Linked DNA regions of Sus scrofa: region 1 is linked to region 2. A link is a contact called in public promoter capture Hi-C data. All regions are on one chromosome and are shown on one strand. The core of a region is the stretch at or near the end of the contact, and the rest is flanking DNA. Distances in the headings are between cores, read along the strand shown.

What was found. Promoter capture Hi-C pulls out the DNA fragments that hold promoters and counts their contacts.
Region 1: a promoter capture Hi-C map of liver shows a contact between it and region 2, with 4 times the contacts expected there. The contact joins the promoter of TOP2B here to the promoter of NR1D2 in region 2. A contact is called at or near these places in 1 of 5 promoter capture datasets (liver) and 1 of 47 Hi-C or Micro-C datasets (heart right ventricle).

What each region holds. Positions count from the first base shown.
Region 1 is chr13:12,572,908-12,576,311 of Sscrofa11.1, forward strand. TOP2B (topoisomerase (DNA) II beta) reads right to left here and starts at 2,135. Exons shown (of 37, transcript NM_001258386.1): 1 at 2,076-2,135. The coding sequence starts at 2,135.
Region 2 is chr13:10,755,538-10,758,676 of Sscrofa11.1, forward strand. It overlaps NR1D2 (nuclear receptor subfamily 1 group D member 2), which reads left to right and starts at 1,417. Exons shown (of 8, transcript XM_021071423.1): 1 at 1,417-1,723. The coding sequence starts at 1,708.

The DNA.
Region 1 (3,404 bases), core at 885-3,384, 1.8 Mb after region 2:
CTGGCTCAAAGATATTTTATGCAAAAGCAACTCTGTTCTTTCAGTGTTCATTTCTTGAACTTCATCAATAAAAACAAACATTTAGGAAGCCTAGAACTATGCTATGAATATTATCTCATTTAGTTATCAAAGCAACTTTAACAAATGAAGAAACAAACTTATACAGGTTAGGCCCCTTTGTGCAAAGTCCTGATGACTATGCGTCAGACAGGATCTGAATCTACGTCTGCCATCAAAGTCCACACTCTTAAACACCTCTCTTGTACTGCTCCTCAAATAATTAAACTATAGTCTATGGTCAATGATGTATATTAAGGACACAAAAATATTCATATAATCTGACAAATGTAAAGCAAGCATCAAATCTTAAGACAGATTTATGGAGTGACTGTCTTTTTCATAAATTTCTAATTCAACAAGAGAATAAGTTATACATAAAAGATTAAGTGGTCTTTACTTATTTTACTATATTTCCCATAACAGTTTTATAATAAAAATATTGAATCAATAAGTCGATTTTAGTTTCAAATGAATTTTTCTGATACTGAATGAGACCCTCTAAGTTTCATGAAATTTCTTAGTAAATTAAGGGAAAATTTCCTATGGAGCTTGAATGAAAAAGTGGTCATTCAATCATCTTCAAAGTTAGGTGACAGTAAACTAAAATACTGCTATTAAATGGTAAAGCTAACCAATTCAATCTCGGAGCAAAATGTTTATACCATTACAGAGAATCAGAGGTCCTCAAAGGAAACACTGATCAGGCCTCAACACTCCCAAACAGTGAATGAGACCCATCTGGCTAAGTTCATTTTCAGAAGTTGTTTGATTTCAGTAACAAGGCTAAAGGCCATCAATTTTAGAAAATGCTTCTTTTCCATTTATGCATGCCTCCTCCACCTCATGTTCACATGGACTGTTAACTTATTATCTGACATTTTATCCCTCCTGGCTCTAGTCTGTTCATACTACATTACTGAAATAACCTACAGAATTTGGCGAGATCCAACAATAAGAGTCTGGCGAGTTATTTTGCAAAGCATCTTGGCATACAAACATGAACAGTTAAAATATTTTTGTTATCAGTAACATGCTTGTTACAAAGAATACTTGCCAATACAGCAGAACTGCTACTCGACTCACCTAAAGCTCATCCAAACAAAGAGAAAAATGAAGAACTTAATAAAAAATGCCAATTTGAAAGTTTACCTAGGTGTTTTGAAAAAGCGAAGGTCCATTGAAAGTCCCTGAGAAACGCAACGCGTTTTATTTTTCTCCTGGATACCTAGTCAGTTGGCTGAGCTGGACTTTCCGTGCGTGTAGGAAATGACCCTGGTCTGAACTCTATGCTGAGCAAGTGAAATGCGGGTGAATTATCGATCCGCCGTGGGAATCAGACCTCTCTAGGTCTTCCCTCCTCTACTACTTCCTGGCAGGAAGTGAGCGCCAAAACCCTTTAACTCCTGAACAAATGACTTTGGTCGCCAATCCAACAATCTCCATTCAGCCCCCACCCGGTTTCACCTGCGATGCTGACGCAGGTGAGCCCTTCTTGGAATAATCCCACTGTGACAGATGGACGATCTACAGTATATCAACTGCTGTGAAAGGGCCACCCCGAATGCACCGTCGACTAAGACTCTCCGAACCGCAGTGAAAAAACTGCTGTAGCCGAATTCCCCACCAAATCCATTCTTCTTTTGAGAGATCAGAGCGTCAGGAATGGTTGCATTTGCAACACATATGCGCGCGCCCCTCTCCCCGGGATTATTTTAGGGCACATTGGAGAAAGTGCTGACCCACACGGACACACACGCATTACTGCCATCGGATCACCTCAGGTGCCTGCCCTGGAAAGATGAGGCGGGGCGCCTGTCCTGTCCCTGGCTGGTCCCCCAAAGTTTCAAGTGCACAGGACACTCCCGAATCCCGAGCCTCCGGAGGCAGAGAAGAAAGAAGGGCGGGAGCTGAGGTTCTGCAGCGGGAGCCCCGACCGGCCCAGCTCAGGACCGGACTTCCCCGCCCCCGCCCGGGAACAATGCCGCGCCCCGACCCCCGCGCCGCCCGCCACTCACCACCCAAGTCAGCGCCGCGTCGCCGCCGACTCCCGCGCCTCCGCCGCCCGCCTTGGCCATGGCGCCCGCTCCCGGGCCGAAGCCGCGCCGCCTCCCGCGCTGCCGCTCCGCACCACCGCCCGGCCGCCGAGCCCTAGCGGCGCCGCCCCCCGCGCCCCATCGCCGAGGCCCGGGCGCTCGCCTAGCTGAGCCCGCCGAGGAGGCCGCGCCGCTCGCAGCCCTCAAACTCGAGGCGCGCGGCCGCGCCGCCCGGGCCTAGCGCGGCCGCCCAGGCGGAGGCGCGCGAGCAGGAAGCGGGCGGCAGCGGCGGCAGCTGGGCGGCGGCGCGGCCTCCTGCCCGGGGCCCGAGCGCAGGCGGCGAGCGGCCGGCAACCCGGCGTCCGGACGTGGCGAGAACGAGGAGGCGCCCGGTCCTTCCTCAGGATCCTCGAAGGCCGCCGCCCGGGGAGCAGGAGCGGGTGGCCGCTGCCACAGAAGGCGCCTGCGTCGGCGGATCGGCAGCCCGACTTCCTCACACACAGTCGCCGAGAGGGACAATGAGCAGATCCGCCGCTGCCGCGGTCGCCTCCCTCTCGTCCGGCATAACACCGCACACACTCTCACTTGGGGGAGGGCTGGGGGGCCGCGGGAGGGAGGGCGCGGCGGCCGGCTGTCAGTCACGCCGCAGCGTCCAATAGGGCCCTGTTGGCCAACCTGCCGACCAATCACAAAATTCTATGCCCCCGGAGGGGCGGCACCCAAGGGCACACGTCATTGCGGGTAGCAACCGAAGGGAAGACTTGAGGCTTTTTTGTTTGTGTGTGTGGCCATTTGAAGGGAGAGCAGGGGCTGCTGTCAAGGGTCGTTGGAGGGCGGCAAAGGGAAGGGGTCGAATTGGTCTTTGGTTGTCTTTAATCCTTCAAGCGTGCCTTTGAAGATCTGCTGGCGAAGCCAAGGAGCTTCTTTGCCTGGGGCCGCGGGGGCGGGAGGGGGGGCGGGGGCAGGAAGGAGCCGGAGGCCGTCCCGAAGGGGAAAGTATTTTTAAAGAGCGGTTGTAAACCACAGGCAGCACGTTGCAGATCGCTGGTGCAAGGAGGGCCGATGACCTCCGCTCCCCAAGCCCCGGGTGGACGCTGCTGTAAAAGAATTCTTGCTCAGACCTTCCCCTCCTCCATCTCTTTTCTCCCTGTCCTTCCCTTACCTCAAAAGAAAACTGGTTTAGTTTCAGGAAAACTGCTTTTAAAGAACTTAAATGGTAACAGAGGCACGGAGAACGTTCTCAGGAAAGAATGCCAGGTGGGTTGAAGGTTCTATGCTACCCTTTGATGACCTTCTCTCTCCTCTGAACAA
Region 2 (3,139 bases), core at 167-2,666:
GGCCTAGGAGAGAAGCAGGGCCCAAAGTTTGTGCAGAGCTTTGCAGGGCAGCTTCAAGTACTGGATTTTAAAAAAAGCAATAGGAAGCGATTGGAGGGTTTTGAGTAATTAGATCTCATTAACATTTAAAAACATAACACTGGGTAGAAGTGATTGTAGGTGGTTCCAGGCACAGTTTCCCCTGTTAGGGATCTATTAGAGTAGCCCAGGCAAGAGAAGATGGTGGTTTGATCTACAGTAATGACAATGCTGATGGTGAAAAACTGAAAGATCAAAGATGTATTATGAAGGTAGAATAGCTCAGATCTGTTAATGGGTTGAACCAGGTATAAAAGCAGTGAGAGGGAGAAAGACAGGAAGAGAGAGAGAGAGAAGTGAAACTCAATTTGTTGGTTTTAGGAACTGGCAGATTTATCAAAAAGTAGATGTTGATGGGGTAGAGTGTGTATGTGTGTGTGATGGGGCAGTGGGTGATGGGGGGCGAAGGGATGCAGCACATGTAAAAATGTCTTATGAATTATATTTCCCTCAATATTTCATATTGAAAAATTTCAAAGAGCAACTTAGAATTTTACAGTGAATACCCACATAAAACATCTACAACTACTACATGATTTACATAGTAAGATTATTATGCTTCTAACCGTCCATCCTGGCCTCCATCCCTCAGACCATCTTGCTTTCATAATGCACTTAAATTTGCAGGCATCAGTGCACTGCCCTCTTCATACCTCGGCACACGTCATTGGTCTCCCCCCTTTTTTCCTTTTGATGTAAAATGTACACACAAGGTGAAACGCACAAATCTTCGGTGTGCATTTGCTGAGTTTTGACACAAGCATACGCCTGCCTACACCTTAAATTTGAGATGCCAAAAGGATATCAAGGTGGCATAATCAAACGGGCTGCTGAATGCAGGAATCTGGGGCTCAGAGGAGACGTTGGAAATGTACATTCGGCAATCATCAGAACACAAGCCTACTTGAGCTGTTGGACTGAATGAAGTCACCCGGGGGTGCAGAGGGAAGGGATGTGGGCTGTATCTGCAGAGCCTGGTCTTTAGAGGTGGGTAAGTCGGAGAGCCGACTTGAGGCGCGGTCAAGGGTTGGGGCCAGCCCTGGATCCTGCAAAGCACGCCTGCTTGGCGCCACCGGGCGGGCCTAGGTAAACGTCCGAGGAGACCTAAGGTGTCACTAGGCGGGGGTGGGGCAGGTTCGGGGAAGGAAGCCTGGGGGGCTCCCACGGAGGCGGGAAGGTCAGCAGCGAGAAAGGAAGGAGGGAGGAGGAGGGGCCCGAGGGTGAGGGAGAGCGGGCGGTGGCTTGGGGAGGAGGGGGAGGGGAGCCGGCGGCGGGAGGGGCGGAGTCGCCGCAGCGGCCGGCCGAGGGGCGGGCGGAGGGAGGGGGTGTGCGCGGGTCACATGGTCGCGGCTGCCCTCCCCATCAGCCGCCCTCGCCGCCGCGGTGCGCTGGCTGCAGGAAGCCGCCGCGCCGCCGCTTTGTTGTCAGGGACCCCGCGAAGAGGGCCGCTCGCCGCCGCCGCCGCCCTCTCTCCCCGCAGCCCGCTCTCCGGCCGCGGGGCCGGGTCCGGGCGTCCCGCCCGCCCTGCCCATGAGGGGGCCCCGGCCCCGGGCGGCGCGGTGCTGAGGCGGCGGCGGCGCTGCCCCTTCTGCGGGAAGCGGGCGGCCTCGGCCCCCTCCCGAGGGCACCATGGAGGTGAATGCGGGTAAGAGCCCACTGGGCGGGGTAGCGCGGCGGAGGGGCGCTGGATCCCGGCGGGCACTCGGAGGGCTGCGGCGGGGCTGCGGGCTGGCGGGGCGCGGGCTGGCGGGGAGGGCTGCTGTGCGCCGCGGGCTCGCCTCGGGCTCTGAGCTCGTCGCCCCGGGGCCGCCCTCTCGGCTCCCCGCACCGCCGCAGCGCGGCCCGCGGCGCCGGCCGGGCGCCCCCCTCACATGGCCTGGCCGCGCGAGCCACGTGCGCGCTGTGTTTACGTTCGGCGGCGCGCGGGCGCCGGTTGGCTGGGCGGGCTCATGACGCGGCATTACATAATGGGCGCTGGGGCGGCGGCGGCGGGCGGGGACACGTGAGGCCGCTCGGCTCGGTGACCCACATTCCCGGGGGCCGCAGGGACACGTGGGGGCGGGTGCGCGCGCGCCAGCCGGGAGCGCCGCAGCCCCGCGGAGGCCCCGCCTCTCCGGAACCCTCGGGCTGTGACGTGGCGCGGTTCCCTCCTCCCCCGCGGGGTTGCTCTTTGCGGAGGAGGCCGCGCGTGCGCGCCGCGGAGACCCGCGCTCGGCGGCCGGGAGCTGAGCCTACGCGGGAGCCGCGGCCTGGCTGCGGGCAGGGAGAGGAAGGCGCCCGGCGTGGGCGCTCTGGCGCTGAAGGCAGTGCGGCCGGACAACCTGGGGCTTCCCCGACGCATGACCCTCCGCGGGGCCTGGAGGTGCTTGGCTTCCCAGCGACGCCCGGCGGAGGGGCCGGGGAACGCCCAGGTTGTGGTGCTACTTCGTATTAAAAAAAAAAAAAAAAAAAGACTGTTTTAGTGATCTCTTCTGGGAAGCCTTCTACCTCACCACCTTCCTCTATGGGCGGGTCCACCCTTGGCTCAGCCTTCAGCTCTATTGGGCGTGACCGAGGTGACCCCAGTGACTCCCAGGCCTCCTGTAAGGCTGGTCGTTTTTCGCTTAATTTCTTTAAACCCTTGGGTTGCTGACCTTTTCTGATTCTGATAACAGAATTTGACTCTATCACGCCCTTTCTTGTTATCTTTCACCTTGTCTGATTCTGATTCTGATAACAGAATTTGACTCTATCACCCCTTTTCTTGTTACCTTTCCTGCCTTGACATCCCAGCACAATACCCGGCTACCTTCTGCCCTTTTGTTTGCCTCCCTCCCCCCCCAATCAAAGGATGGACCGTTACCTGAAGACAGTGAGGTTGCAGAAGCAGCCAGTGATTATGTTTTAAGTTACCCGTTCAAAAAACCATGGCTTGATAACAAAGTGTTGTGAAATTTCCACCAGCAGTAAAAAATAAAGTCATTCTCGTGTGTTTTAATTACCTATGGGCCTGTTTAACCTGTGAGTGTAGTTAAAAAAAGTTCAGTAACTATTATGGAATTAAACTTACTTGGTATGGATT